Linked DNA regions of Mus musculus: all the other regions are linked to region 1. A link is a contact called in public Hi-C and HiChIP or PLAC-seq data. All regions are on one chromosome and are shown on one strand. Each heading gives the region's core, a stretch centred on a gene start, on an enhancer-like site or on the middle of the called end of the contact. The rest is flanking DNA. Distances are from core to core; before and after follow the strand shown. Region 1 overlaps Hmbox1 (homeobox containing 1). Region 2 overlaps Gm36924 (a long non-coding RNA gene). Region 3 overlaps Ints9 (integrator complex subunit 9). Region 4 overlaps Ints9 (integrator complex subunit 9).

Evidence for each region. Hi-C and Micro-C count contacts between places; a contact is called where the count stands out from the background. HiChIP or PLAC-seq counts read pairs in DNA pulled down with a chosen protein or histone mark.
Region 2: a Hi-C map of bone marrow-derived macrophages shows a contact between it and region 1, with 23 read pairs. The contact joins two enhancer-like sites. A contact is called at or near these places in 2 of 15 datasets of contacts at CTCF or cohesin (large pre-B cells and stem cell-derived epiblast-like cells), 19 of 484 Hi-C or Micro-C datasets (the CH12 cell line, the HL-1 cell line, Sertoli cells and 9 more), 8 of 115 datasets of contacts at active chromatin or transcription factors (cardiomyocytes, double positive thymocytes and embryonic stem cells) and 3 of 9 other capture datasets (adipose tissue, liver and pancreatic islet).
Region 3: an H3K27ac HiChIP or PLAC-seq map of the HPC-7 cell line shows a contact between it and region 1, with 6 times the contacts expected there. The contact joins two enhancer-like sites. A contact is called at or near these places in 2 of 484 Hi-C or Micro-C datasets (bone marrow-derived macrophages and embryonic stem cells), 3 of 115 datasets of contacts at active chromatin or transcription factors (the HPC-7 cell line, bone marrow-derived macrophages and cardiomyocytes) and 1 of 9 other capture datasets (adipose tissue).
Region 4: a Hi-C map of bone marrow-derived macrophages shows a contact between it and region 1, with 25 read pairs. The contact joins two enhancer-like sites. A contact is called at or near these places in 2 of 484 Hi-C or Micro-C datasets (bone marrow-derived macrophages and nephron progenitors), 3 of 115 datasets of contacts at active chromatin or transcription factors (the HPC-7 cell line, bone marrow-derived macrophages and cardiomyocytes) and 2 of 9 other capture datasets (adipose tissue and liver).

Annotation. Positions count from the first base shown.
Region 1 is chr14:64,832,910-64,836,287 of GRCm38.p6, forward strand. The region is part of intron 6 of Hmbox1 (homeobox containing 1); the gene reads right to left. Among named protein-coding and RNA genes, the nearest start is that of Gm26225, 81 kb to the left of the region's middle. Within about 2 kb of position 1,687, at least 113 of the 459 cell types and tissues checked have an H3K27ac peak or open chromatin away from gene starts, as enhancers often do. A contact at or near this core is called in the HPC-7 cell line and bone marrow-derived macrophages, where this site is marked.
Region 2 is chr14:64,626,478-64,629,855 of GRCm38.p6, forward strand. The region is part of intron 1 of Gm36924 (a long non-coding RNA gene); the gene reads left to right. Among named protein-coding and RNA genes, the nearest start is that of Gm36924, 3.6 kb to the left of the region's middle. Within about 2 kb of position 1,859, at least 42 of the 459 cell types and tissues checked have an H3K27ac peak or open chromatin away from gene starts, as enhancers often do. A contact at or near this core is called in bone marrow-derived macrophages, where this site is marked.
Region 3 is chr14:65,013,320-65,016,697 of GRCm38.p6, forward strand. Ints9 (integrator complex subunit 9) reads left to right here. Exons shown (of 17, transcript NM_153414.5): 9 at 3,211-3,322. Among named protein-coding and RNA genes, the nearest start is that of Gm52118, 32 kb to the right of the region's middle. Within about 2 kb of position 1,897, at least 36 of the 459 cell types and tissues checked have an H3K27ac peak or open chromatin away from gene starts, as enhancers often do. A contact at or near this core is called in the HPC-7 cell line, where this site is marked.
Region 4 is chr14:64,968,803-64,972,180 of GRCm38.p6, forward strand. The region is part of intron 1 of Ints9 (integrator complex subunit 9); the gene reads left to right. Among named protein-coding and RNA genes, the nearest start is that of Ints9, 20 kb to the left of the region's middle. Within about 2 kb of position 1,854, at least 11 of the 459 cell types and tissues checked have an H3K27ac peak or open chromatin away from gene starts, as enhancers often do. A contact at or near this core is called in bone marrow-derived macrophages, where this site is marked.

The sequences.
Region 1 (3,378 bases), core at 437-2,936:
CTACTGTTTTATGATTAAGAACTGTTCCGCTCAGCCTCACTGCTGAGCTCTAGCTAACGTTTAAAGAATTAACACGAGTTCTTCTGAAATTACCCCAAAAGCTCAGGAGGAAGAAGCTTCTCTAACTCATTTTATCAGACCTGCATTGTCCGACACTCTGGTGACCACAGATATAAGAAAAACAAAACAAATTAAAACCTTCCTCCCATAGTGTGAAGGACAAAACTGTATGGTCATCTAATTGGATGCACAACAGAAAACAAAAAGACAGCTAGGTGGCAATAGAGTGGAGAGAATCAGAGAAAACATCTGACAAAGGATAGATGTCCAAAACTTCAGGACCTGCCTAGGATCGCACCATAGTGACTAGTGCAACAAAAGCCTTATGCGCTTGGTGAGAGGGAATGCTGCTTAGAGAAAGGGAAGTGTCAAAGAAAAAAAATGGCCAGTTTTCCAGTTATTCACAGAAGGAGTCTGGCTGGTCATGGTAGAGACTAACAAGTGTGTATCTGTTTACTCAAGAGATGTGTGAATAAAGAAATGGAAGAAGGAACGTAAAGAGGAGTCTGGTGAACGAAAGCAGAGGCTCTAAGCAAGGCTTCTGGAGGAACCAGCACCAGCAGTTCCCGCAGAGACAGCTTCAGGGTCCCAGCGTGCTCCATGGTGTCTGCTTCAGGTATGTTTGGTGGTTTTAGCAGTGGAGACATAGATGACTACAGTTACATCAGAACGGTGTTTCTTTTAAACTATATGCAACCAAGCTGGACTATCAAGGAAGTCAGCAAATAGGCAATTCTGTACTTTCTTAATCACGCCTTTAATCACCCTGTAACAAACCCTAGTTTCTACTATATAGCTGACTATCAGGGGTGGCAAGGATGAACCAGAGAGAACTTCCGGGTGTGGTCACAGCAGACCGAGGTAAATACAGAACTGTAAGGGAACAACCCCAGTACTGTAGGCACAAAAGCACTACTATAGCAGACGAGAGCTGACGGCAGAACAGGGTCTCAAGAAAAGAGTGAGAGCTTTCAGGACAGGGATTTGGGCATAGGGAAATAATGAGAGGCAGAGTAAAGGAATCCTAAGGAGCCCCTGACACTGAAATTGGGAGGGAGCCCAACACACCCTGTATGTGCAGTGCTTGACAGGGGCAGCGGATCAAAGTGGAAAAGACTGAGCCCATGTTGTGAAGAGAGGAACCAACTTTTTAAGGATCTTGGTGCTGTGGTTCAAAGCAGGGAGATCTAAGGGTCAAAGTTGTTTTGTAGAGCAGCATTTCCTGTGGTGATGGACACAGAAGTCGTGTGTGTAGCTGTGGCAATAGCTAAGGAGAAGCCATGAAGGCATAGAGACAGAAGAGGCAGGACCCGTCCAGGGGTACTCACACAGCCTTAGACAGTTCTGTCTGTAGCATGAGACATTATTCGCCTTCTGGCACTTTAATTTTTAGATTTTTTTGTTGTTGCTTATTTGCTTTTTGTAAAAAACAAACAAACAAACAAACAAAACCCAATAAACATTTCTAAGGTAGGAGAGCTTGGCTGCTAGTTTCTAAAGGAGACACAAAATCAAACCCTAGAACTTCATTCTTCTTTCTATTGGAAATGCTTACAGCCCTAGACGCTCTGGAATGTACAAAAGAGAAAGAAATGTAGCACATGCCTGAGGATAGCAACATAAAGAGACGGCAAACTCTGAGGACACTGCACGTCACAAAGGACACTGTCAGCTAAGCGACCAGTGCACAGCTTCCCATAGGGAGATCACATGACTGCTGTATGATGAAGGGTAAAAACGGGAAGAGAATGTACAGGAAATGAGAAGCCAGAAGCTAAGAACAAAAGGAGCTGCTCCTGAAGCACTGTTGTTCCAGTAACTCCTAAATCACTGCAGCCACTGAATATTCTGCTTTGTATCTTGAGAATGCAGAAAAAAACAGAGACCAACCACAGGAGGGGATAGAGCCGCATGCACGGCACGTCGCTCTGTCCTCCTGCAGGCTACCTCTGCAGAAGAGAGCTGCACTTTCTCTCTTTTAGTTATCTAGAAATAGCTTTCGGGACTGCTTCCTACTACCCATAATTCCATGTGGATTTCTTCAGAAAACATTAACATTAAGCTAGCCTACATGCTATGGAGTTTAATCGTCCTACCTCCTATTTGAGAGCATCTATGTGTGAAATGATCTTTAGCAATAAAACAATTAAAATGTCTTCATTTCTTAGGTTTGTTTTTATACGGTGGGGTAAAGGCAGTGCTGAGGGAGAGAAATGGAGGCATCATTATTTATGTTTACCTATAATTACATACGTTATATGTACATGAAAGAAGGTATATGTGTGTGTGTGTGTGTGTAAAATATAACCTGTGGGGGTTGATAATGTTCCCCTCCAAGAGCCAGAGACTAACACAAACCCTCCTACCAAGCATGAGAAACATCCTTTTAAAGTTGTTGCTCAGTGATCTTAAGCAACTTCCAAAATAATACAGGCTATTGCTGTTGCCCTTAGTTGCTTCCCAGAATCTAAAGGTAAATTCCTATTGCTGAGGATGCTCTGGACTCTGGAGACAGGACCCAGAATCATCCTCCCTGTGGTCTAGGTATCATAGTACTGGAAAGTGGTGGGCAGACTGCCAAGATAGAAAAGCAATCAATAGTCCTGCCCAGCTAAGACACCTATGAGCCACAGCAATGACCAACATGGCAAGATATCCTCAAAGGTGCACCAGTGGCCCTTATATGTTAGTGGTAACCAATAGCTGTCTAGTTGTCCTTATGGACCATTTGAGGGGACAAAATTCATGTCAGCTAATGTCAACTACTTGTGGCTGGTGAGCCCACAGAACCTATAACCTATGGCAGCATTCCCAATACTTATTCTTATACCCACAGATAAAGGTAGCTTTCATTCCTCATAAAGAAGCTTTTTTTTTTTTTTTCCAGGAGATAGAGACTATTACAGAAAGCCCCAACTGCTCAAAATGCAGAGAACATTTAATTGGGTCCTCAGCCCCAACTGATACATCTGTACCACAGCCCTTATATTTATGACTCAGGAAACATCAAGGACAAAGCAAGTGTGAGGATTTCAATGCCACAAAGGACCAAGATGTCTGCTTTGAGATTATATCCTCTATATATGACATGGAAGCTGAACCTGTGAAATCTCAACATTATGGCTGCACAAACAAGACCTAAGCAATGACAACACCAGTTGACATGCCAACAATGGGGGAGATCTCACAAGGCCTCATCCCTAGACGAGAAGCTATCAATTACCAGTGACTGCTGAAATGGAGAGAACCAGTCTTATCCAGGGACAAGTCCCTAAAATGGTTAGCCAATACCACTGGTCAGCCCTAAAAATATACATA
Region 2 (3,378 bases), core at 609-3,108, 210 kb before region 1:
CCTGTGCTGGCCAAGATGGCCTCAAACTTGCTGCATAACCAAGGCTGACCTTGAACTCCTGAATCTCCTGACTCCACCTCTCCGTGGGGCTTACAGACATTTGAGTTCCTGGTTCATGCACTCCTGTGAATGCACGCCTGCTGGGCAAGCACTCTGAGCTATCTTACAGATGCTCGGATGAGTCTCCAAGCACCTTGATCAACTGTGAGCTGTTTCCATCAAATCTAGCTTGACAGCATTACCAGCTGGCAAGGCTATCTTTAATCTTCTCACCCTTGACTATCTTGCAAGAAGTAAAGACTTCCTCTTGCCCCTTGGGCCATCCTGTTTTCTCCGGCTATATCTGAATTAACAGCAAAACATCCTGCATGGGACTATAATTACTTATGCAAGAAAGCCCTACAGAGAGTGAATGTACTTAAAGCCTCTGTGCATTTGCTTGTTTGTCTCCAAGTTCTGTCGAGTTGGCTGCTCTGGGTTGATTGGTATAAATACTCTGCTTGTGCCCGGTTTTCATAACTCCTGTGACCTTGACATTCAGGGAAGAGAGCCTCAATCCTTTTCAAAGTTTCTGTTATATTATACTCCCTATCTCAGAGCCATTCCTTCAGGGTCATCTTTGCCAACTCACCTACAAAAGCTAAAATATAACCAAGTGCGTACTTTTCCGGTCAACCATCATTTTAGCAGTAATTCAGGGACAAGATTCTGCGTATGGCCTCAAGGAGGCGCTCACGGCCCGCAAAGCAGAGAAAGGCCCACCCCGCAGTCCCTGCCTTTGCAAACTACCTCCAAGCAGCTAAACACCGAAGTGCACCTTGGGAGAACCTGAAGGATGTTGGGTTAAAAGAATTAAATCAGTCACAGGGGCAAATTCTACATGACTCCTCTCATACGAGATCCCCAGGGCAGTGAAGTTCATAGAGAGGAAGTAGAATGTAATGACCAAGGAAAAGGAAAGGGAGAATTAGTTGTGGTTTGTGTATAATTTTTTTTTGCTTTGTTTTGTTTTTTGTTTGGGGGTTTTCCTGTTTGTTTGTTTGGTTGGTTGGTTTTGTGGCCCTGGCCTTCCTGGAACTTACTATGTAGACCAGGCTGATCACAGAGCTCCATCTGCATCTGCCTCCTGAGCTCTGGCATTAAAGGCTTGGTGCCATCATGAGTGGTGTGTGTATTTCATTTTTAATTTTAATTGTTCTATGTATGAGTGGAAGTGCACACTCATGCCAGGGTGTATTGGGTAGAGGTAAGAGAAAAACGTTTTGAAGGCTGCTCTCTCCTTCTGTTGTGTGGGTAACAAGGATGAACGCAGGTCATAGAACTTGCACAGCAAGTGCCTGCAAGTGCCTTTATCCTCTGGGCCATCTCACAAGTCTGGGGATTGATTTAAAGGGCAGGCGAGGCATTCCAGTTTTATAACTGGAATTTTATAACTGGAACAAGGATTGAGGATTTCTTCCCTGAAGGTCAAGGTCATGGGAGCTATGAAAACCCAGCTCAGATGGAGCAGATTTACCCATCACACGGCTCCGCGGATGCTAATGCTAAGTATGGCAGCAACTACCTGTAACCGATGGGAATCTGAGGCTAGTCTGGCTACATGAAAGATCCCTCTCCCCTTCCCCTCCTCCTCCTCTCTTCCCCCTCCCTGCTCCGCCCCCCACCCCCGCACGCATGCACGGTGCTCCGCGTGAATGTACTCTATGCCACCACTGGACTGAGCACTGGGTGAAGACGATAGTGCCTTCTTTATCCCATGACCAACAGGAAATCCTCTCAGCTCTACACTCACAGCAGAGTCTGGCTGGGTGTGATCACTTTGCCCAGCCCCCATCACACCGCCAGGCACGTCTGCCCTGCCACTCTGCCCTCTGCTCCCGCCCTGTACAACAGTGTCCTCCTTCCCTCCCCCGCACCACACCACGCCTTATAAGACACACCACGCCTTATAAGACACCTCATGGTTACTATTGTCGCTCACTCTCTATGTTTCCCTTGGTTTGGACCAGGCTGGCTCCTTCACTCCACATACACAAGCACTGCAGGTCACCTCAGCTGAGTGCCCTTCCTGTCTGCTGACCTCTGGTTGGCCAAAGCAGGCTCTAGTTCAGGGTATATTATGTACAGCTACGATGATGAATTGGGGTCTTCTTACCTCCTACCTGGCCCATCAGGGTCCTCTCTCATCTCATTGGCCTATAGATACAACACCTGGGTGGCTTTCTCCTCCTAAAATGCTGAATAAACACCCTAGCTAGAGAATAAAGACAGGTTAACCCCAGGAGAGACAGGCAGTTTCTGATCCTGACCTTTCAGGAACTGGACAATTAGACCTGTGCCAGTCGGGTGAGCATTTGTTTATTTGTTTGCCGGTTACTCTTTACTTATTTAATAGATTTACTTGTTCATAGATTTATTTCTTGTGTTATTTTATGCTTATGTGTATTTTGCCTGCATGTATATGTATGCACCACATATGTACCTGGTGCCTGTGGAGGTCAGAAAAGGGTATTAGATTCCCTGGAACTGGAACTACAGCCAGTTATGAGCCTCTGTGTGGGTGTTGGGAACAGAACCCGGGTCTTTTGCACGAGCAGCAAAGACTCTACACTGCTGAGCCATCTCTCCAGGCACTCACCTGAGCTACCTTGGAAGTCACACAGGAAAGTATGGAGGGTTTGGGTTTTGTTCTGTAGACTGGGTCTCACCAAGCCCCGTCTGGTGTCAAAATCACTATGTAACTGAGGGTAACTTTGAACTTCTAATTCTCCTACCTTCACAGGAAGTGCTGGTTTTTCAGCACCATGCCCAGTTTATTTGACACTACAGACATAAACCAGGCTTCAAGCGTGTGAGGAAAGTGTTCTACCTACTAAGCTACAGCCCCAGCTCCCTACTATTGGTTTTGGTTTTGGGTGTTGTGTTGTGTCGTTTTGTTTTGTTTTGTTTTGAAACAGAATCTCACTACATAGCCCGAGCTAATTACAGGGCCCGGGTGGGGGGGAGGGGAGGGGGACAAGACCAACTGTGTTTGAATATAGTTTATCCTTCCGCAGAACCCATGTTGGAAGTCTGGCCTCCACTGTGGCTATGTGAGAATGGAACCTTTAAGAGTTTTCTTGGGCTGGAGAAAAGGCTCAGAGGTCAAGAGCACTGACTGCTCTTCTTGAGGACCTGGATTCAGTTCCCAGCACTCATACAGTGGCATACAACTGTCTGTAACTCCAGCCATAGTACCCTCTTCTGGTCCAGTACCCTCTTCTGGCCATTGCTGGTACTGCATGCAAGTGATCAGGGCAAAAAACAAAACAAAACAAAACGTAAAACTGAAATAAGTAAATCTTTAGAAAGAAACCCAAACCCAAAAATCTCTAGAAA
Region 3 (3,378 bases), core at 647-3,146, 180 kb after region 1:
GACAGTATCACTATAAGACCAGCAGTCCACTGACAGTCCAGGGCTAGGGAATGGGGGAGCGCACCAAAGTGTGGGGTTTGAATTGGTTTTGGAGGGCAGAGTTGTAGTTGATGGTTGGGGAAGTATTTCTTCCTTTTTTAGGCAATAAATCTTTAAGAATTTCATTTGTAGGGCGTTTAACCTTTGTAAAGGACCTTGAGATTTCCCTGTATTGTTGCTGACTACTCTTTTCACTTTCTCTCAACCAGGCTGCCATTTCTCCTGTGTATGTCGATCTCAGTCTTCTGCACACTGGCTTGCTTCTGGCTGAATCCTGTTTTACATCTAAGAGTGGAATCAGTACCTCACCTTAGGGGCCTTGTTCTGCATTCTCCCCGCCCTCTTGGCCTTCATTGTCTGCTATAAGGACTGTTATGACCAGAAGCAAATCCCTGTTTCAGGCTGATGACTTCTTATTGCCCACCCTGTTCATAGACATCATTCTGTCCTCGTCAGCCCTTTCCCAGTTATGCTTTTCTCTTTGTACTACTGGATTCTGCACATGGGCACACAGGCATGCACACTTCATGTGCACATGTGTGTACATACACACCACTGCACTTGTACTCACAAAAACATAGAAGTCAAATGGAAAGACAAAGAGACGGAAGAGGGAGGAGTGAAGGGCAGAGGAGAAATGAATCTGATCAACATGGATTCTAGATGTGAAGGGAAATGTCACAGTCAAACCTGTTATTTTATAAGTGAGTGTGTGCTTATAAAATTAAAGTTAGCCAGGTGGCAGTAGTGTATGCCTTTGATCCCTGCATTGGGGAGGCAGAGGCAGGCAGATCTCCATGAGTTCAAGGCCAGCCTGGACTACAGAGAGAGTTCTAGGACTAGCAGGGCTACACAGAGAAACTCTGTCACAAACAAACAAAGAAACAAACAACAACAAAAAATTAAAGTTAATTATTAGAGAACAAATTAGGTAAAGACAGTTCTCACTAGCCTTAGACGTTTGTTTTAGTTTTTATTTTATGCACTTATATGCATAAAAGGGGATACTGCATGCAGGCCTGGTACCTGCAGAGGTCAGAGGAGGGTATCAGATCCCCTAGAGCCAGAGCTGTGGAGGATTTGAGTCATTGTGTAGGTTACGGCATCTGAACTCCAGTCCTCCGCGAGAGCAGCTGGTGCTCCTAACCCTGAACCTTCTTCCCAGCCCGCTGCGTGTCAGTTTTTACTAGTTTACTCCATCTGTGTAGCCATCAGTGAGGTGCTTTTAATTCTTGAGCTGAGCAAGATAAGTTTTTTGTTTGTGTTTTTATCACTCCTCAAATGCTGCTGACACCAGCAATGCCTGCATTGCCTTGGAGAAGGACAGACATTTGAAGTATTGCCTGGCATTGGAAGGTGTCACTAAAGTCTTTATAGCCTATATCTGTCCTGGAGCTCTGGGAGTCAATGAGACTAACTCTGCTCAGGGCTGAAATTACAAACATCTGTAAACCGGAACACCAAGTGTCTTGTAATGGTTCCAGCTCAGTGGTCCTCACACCAGGGCACTGCCTGGCATTTGTTTGTGGGTGTTCATTTTCAAAAGATGGTGTTGATGGGTGAGGCTCAGAGGTTTGTCCCCACTGTGTTTTCTTCTGGATCAGTCATTCTTACACTTTTAGGGGTCATGGCCCTTTCTGACCACCAGTTAAATCTGCAAAGGCACGCAGAATCACATACGCCTTTTCAGGGAATTTTGGGGTCCTGTGAAGTCTACCTCATCTCAGAGAAGTCTAATGTATATATAAAACGGTTGCTGTCTTAAGCCAAATATGCCACTTACTGCACTGCCGGGTCCCCTTTGTCCCCAGTTCAGTTTCCTTCTGTATACACAGGAAACAGTCCAAGGCTTATTGCATAGCTACCATAAAAACCGTTGTGCCCCAACCAGCACACACTTCCTTCCTTTTGTGGAAACAGTGTGGAAACATAAGTATGGACCTGAGACGTTCTGCCCAGGAAGGGAAAGGGCTGCTAGACATATTACTGAATATCTGAGGAGAGGAAAGAAGCCAGTCACACACTGCCTGTAACACACTGAACCCTCTGTGCCCCGTAAAAGAAGTTTATAACAGGACCACACTTTGTTACTTAACAAAATAGTGAAGCCAGTGCCTGCATATTTCCATACTCAGTGTTAAAGCAGAATCTTTTAAGAGTACGGATACTCAAAGGTGGCAGTGTAGATTTGAAGCTTTGCTAGGCTGCTCTGTTTGGGTGTTCTTTCTTTGCTGGGGAGTAGACTGTGGCATGGAAAGGTAGAATGAGACTTTTTCGTGAAGCATGTGGCTCAGGGCTTTCCGGGACAAGATGAAAACATTTGTGGACTCTTTGGCCTCTCAGTTCTTGCAACTTTGCTTCCAACCAAATCCTAGTTTATGCAGAATGTTTTTAAGTGCTCTGGAAATAATCACAGTTCAAATCCAACATCTTAAAGAACTCATTGTCGTGTGCCAGTGGGGTTCACAATTTACAAGCAGAGAGAGCGTGTGAGCTCCCAAGATTCACAAAACATAACTAAAGGAGGTGGGAAGTAGGTCAGGACTGTCCCATCTCATAGGGAACTGGGCTCAAAGTTATGAGGCTAGTTGTGGAATTGGGAAGAGGACTAAGTTTCTAACCCGGTGTTCCTTCTGGTTCTTCTACCCTTGATACAGGCAACTCACCCTGCCTGTCTACCCATCGCATGTGCTTTTCTCCTGTGCTTCACAGTTATTCTGAGAACGCAGCTACTCAGTTCACATGTGATTCCCAGGCAAGCAGCAGGAGCATTCCCTGGGAACTTGCTGGAAATGCAGATTCTCAGGCTCTACCTTGAAACAAACCAGAAACTGTGGAAGCAAGCTCAGCAGCTTTGTCCTGCGCACTCTCTAGGTTGCTCCATATTGAAGTTTAAAACCATGTAGAATGCATGTGCGTGGCATTCTGAAGAGGGCAGCACTGTAGACATAGGAAGCCTTAGTTGTGATTGAAAAACACGTGTAGATAGGGAAAGAGTGATCTTAAATGTCCAGTTCTGTGAAGCTGGATATGGTGTGGGCAGCCAGTCATGGCAGGACTGTTACTCCCTGTGGGAGAGCTTGCTGCTGGACTAGACACAGCAAGAGCAGCATTTGCTCTGGTCCCTGCATGGTTCATAAGTTCTGATTAGAGCTTTCTTTTGTCTTTTAGCCCATGGACCAAGCTTCTCTCAAAAACAGTGACGTTCTGATTCTCACAGGGCTGACACAGATCCCTACTGCAAACCCGGACGGCATGGTGGGCGAGTTCTGCAGCAACCTCGGTAAGGGGCCACTCAGTGTTGGACTTGGGTACATTTCTCATTTGAGTCCTGCCTTC
Region 4 (3,378 bases), core at 604-3,103, 140 kb after region 1:
GAGCATTCACTCCGACACTGACCACTGAACACAGTTTACTTCCCAGGATGTAGGTTCTGGGCTCTGGGACTAACTCAAGTCCTCAGACTAGGGAGCAGGTATATTTACCCTAGAAGCTGTCTTGCCCACTCTTAGTTTGTTTACTTGAGGAAGCTCTTACTATGTAGCCCAGGCTGGCTTCATTCACTCACAGCAGTCCTTCTACCTCAGCTTCCTGAGGGCCTGAATTACAGACACAAATGCCCTATGCCTGCGCTTTTTCTCTTCCTTTACAAACCAACCACAAAAAGTGGCTGATGTTTAAAGGAAATAGTCAGAAGTACAGAAATAAGAAGTATGTTGTAGGATGCTGGGATGGTGCCAGCTTGGAATATTTTGTTGTTTTTTTGTTTTGTTTTGTTTTGTTCTGTTCTGTGCTGAAATAGCAAGACTTTGCTCAGAGATCCTGTCTGTCTCACAGAAATAAAAGCATTGTAGCTGTAGAATTGCTAGAACCCTGACGCCCAGTGTTCAAAGCAAGCACACTTGTGTCAAAGTCCAGCTTTGACCTGGTAGGTAAATTGAGGCAGGCTGGAGCATTAGTGATTGATCAGTTGGCAGACTTTTCTCAGGGGGAATAAAACTAACCCTTCCCTCTGGGGCCTGTAGGGCCGGTGACAAGGGCGAGGGAACACACAGACACAGACAGACACACACCTGGTGGGTGAAGCAAAGCTCCAACAACTTTATTTTCTCTCTCACAGCTCATATATCCCAGCAAAATCTTTCAAGCAGTTCAAAAATCACAACGTAGTTACATTCTATTTTTCTTTAAGTGAACAATTACAATGAATATATGTAAGAAAAAACTTGTTCCCTGATACCCCCAAATAATAAAATGGATAAAAAAATAATAATTTCCAAGAGCCCACACATGTTCATAACTAAGCAACTTGTTATAGATTAATAAGGGGTAAGCAAGCAAGGTAACTTTCTCAGCTCCTTTCTCTTACTGGCAGGCTGCGATTTGCAGTCACAAAGAAAGGATCAATTATTTTATTATTTATCTTAAAAAGTAATCTTATAAAAAACCTTAAAAGTATCACAAATCTAAACTTTTATAAAGAAAAAAGAAAAGACCCAGTCATTTCTACTTTAAATCCTCAGCATGCACACCTACGCGTTAGCAATTTTTTTTTTAATTTTATCAGGAAGCTGAAGGCAGAACTGGGTACAAGAAATTAATCATCATCTTGATAGCAGCACAGCTTCAGTAGGACAAGCGGGTCAGCCATGCTAGTCGGGCTGCCATTGCTCTTCCTCCCTGACCTCAAACACATCCCTCATTCGATAATCAGAAGTGTGCCTTCTAAGTGGTTAGTTGTTCCCTAAGACTTTCTATATCAGAGCTACGAACAGAAACTTCTTAACCTGACTTCACTAACAGTTTACATCTCCAAATTCTTTCTAAGGGTGGTGGGTGATAGAAACAATCCACATGGCTACATTCTTTCTGAGGGTGGTGGTTGAATCATTCATCAGCTCCAGCAGCAATGGAATAGATCAATCACCATTACTGTAAGTGCCAGTGACACTGCCCAGAAGGAGCTGGAAACCCTCTCAGAGTTTTTATACAGTTCATAGATTAGGATGGACATGGTGACCGCTAAAGTAACAGGACACACAGTCCTAGTTCCTCTGCCTCTCTGAGCAAGGCACACCCATCATGGTTGTGCTAACTGGTGGGCTGTGTTCCACGAATTCTAAAGCTCATCTTACATGGCCCCCAACATAATTACTATTGTGTCCTCAGCCCACAGGCTGCATCCTTTCCAGCTGTGCGCTATGCCTTCATTGCTTTAGAAACCACATGGAAAAAGGAACTGGGAAGACTCATCATCCTCACGGGACAGGCAGTGCTTTGAGCAGTCCAGGGTCAGTTGTGCATTTTAGTGTGCTTTATCGTAAGTTTTAGCTTTAGCATTTACCAGATTTTGATTTTTTTTTTCCTCTCCACAAACTAAGATAGCTTACTGAAGCATTGTCTCTTAGGCTGTATCACTAAGACAAATAGGAAGGGGGAAAAGAGAACTAAATGGATGTATAGGATGGGGGATTATTTAAGAATTAGAGATAGGGAGAAATGGGGTAATTTGCTCCCTTTTGCATAAACAGTCACATGCATAGGTCTGAACTTTTCTCATCTATTCTAACTTCTTCATATTTATCACTCTCTGGTGCCCGACAGCCTACAATCCCCAGCCAACTCTGACCTGTATTACTTCCTTCAGCCATTGTTGTTCACTGTGAGCATTTCTACCCCTTCTGAGCATCTCTTGACTGGGGTATTGCTTTATAAAAACTTCTCTTTGAATCTTGACTTGTTTTCTTGGAAGTGCAAGGCACAGGACTAGAGTCCAAAGGAGTGAGAGCCCCAGGTGTCACAATCTCAGCTATGTGTGGTACCTAGTCGCCCTCCAGCCTGAAAATGCCTTTACTATTTATATTACAGATTTTTTTTACACACTTGCTATAGACTCTCTGCCCTTCTTATCTTACCCAGCTGTGTAGTTACTTTGACTGTGAACATGATTGGCACATTTTAACAGTTCTATAACATGGAATCAAGCTAAAAAATGGAAGAAAGTAGAAGATTAACAAATAAAATTGCAATATATTTATTTTATTTATTTTTGGTTTTTTCGAGACAGGGTTTCTCTATAGCCCTGGCTGTCCTGGAACTCACTTTGTAGACCAGGCTGGCCTCGAACTCAGAAGTCCACCTGCCTCTGCCTCCCAAGTGCTGGGATTAAAGGCGTGCGCCACCATGCCCGACTTGCAATATATTTAAAGAAGTCTCTGACTAGAGAGCCTGACCCCAAAATTTTTTAGTAGGGGTGTCATAGTTCCATATTAGCACATTTAGCTCAGTGGCTCAGGGTGGCAAAGAATAAGGTAGGATTTCTTTTTTTTTTTTTTTAAGATTTATTTATTTATTTTATGTATGTGAGTACACTGTAGCTGTACAGATGGTTGTGAGCCTTCATGTGATTGTTGGGAATTGAATTTTTAAGACCTCTGTCCTGCTCACTCTGGTCAACTCTGCTCGCTCCAGCCCAAAGATTTATTTATTATTATATGTAAGTACACTGTAGCTGTTTTCAGACACACCAGAAAAGGGCGTCAGATCTCATTACGGGTGGTTGTGAGCCACCATGTGGTTGCTGGGATTTGAACGCAGGACCTTTGGAAGAGCAGTCAGTGCTCTTACCCGCTAAGCCATCTCTCCAGCCCAAAGTAGGGTTTCTTAAAAGAGGGTGCCCTCCCCATTTCCCTACTACAGCAAGAGTCCTGTGCATCCTTGCTGGGACATAAAGGGTCTCCTTGTGAACTGCTGTT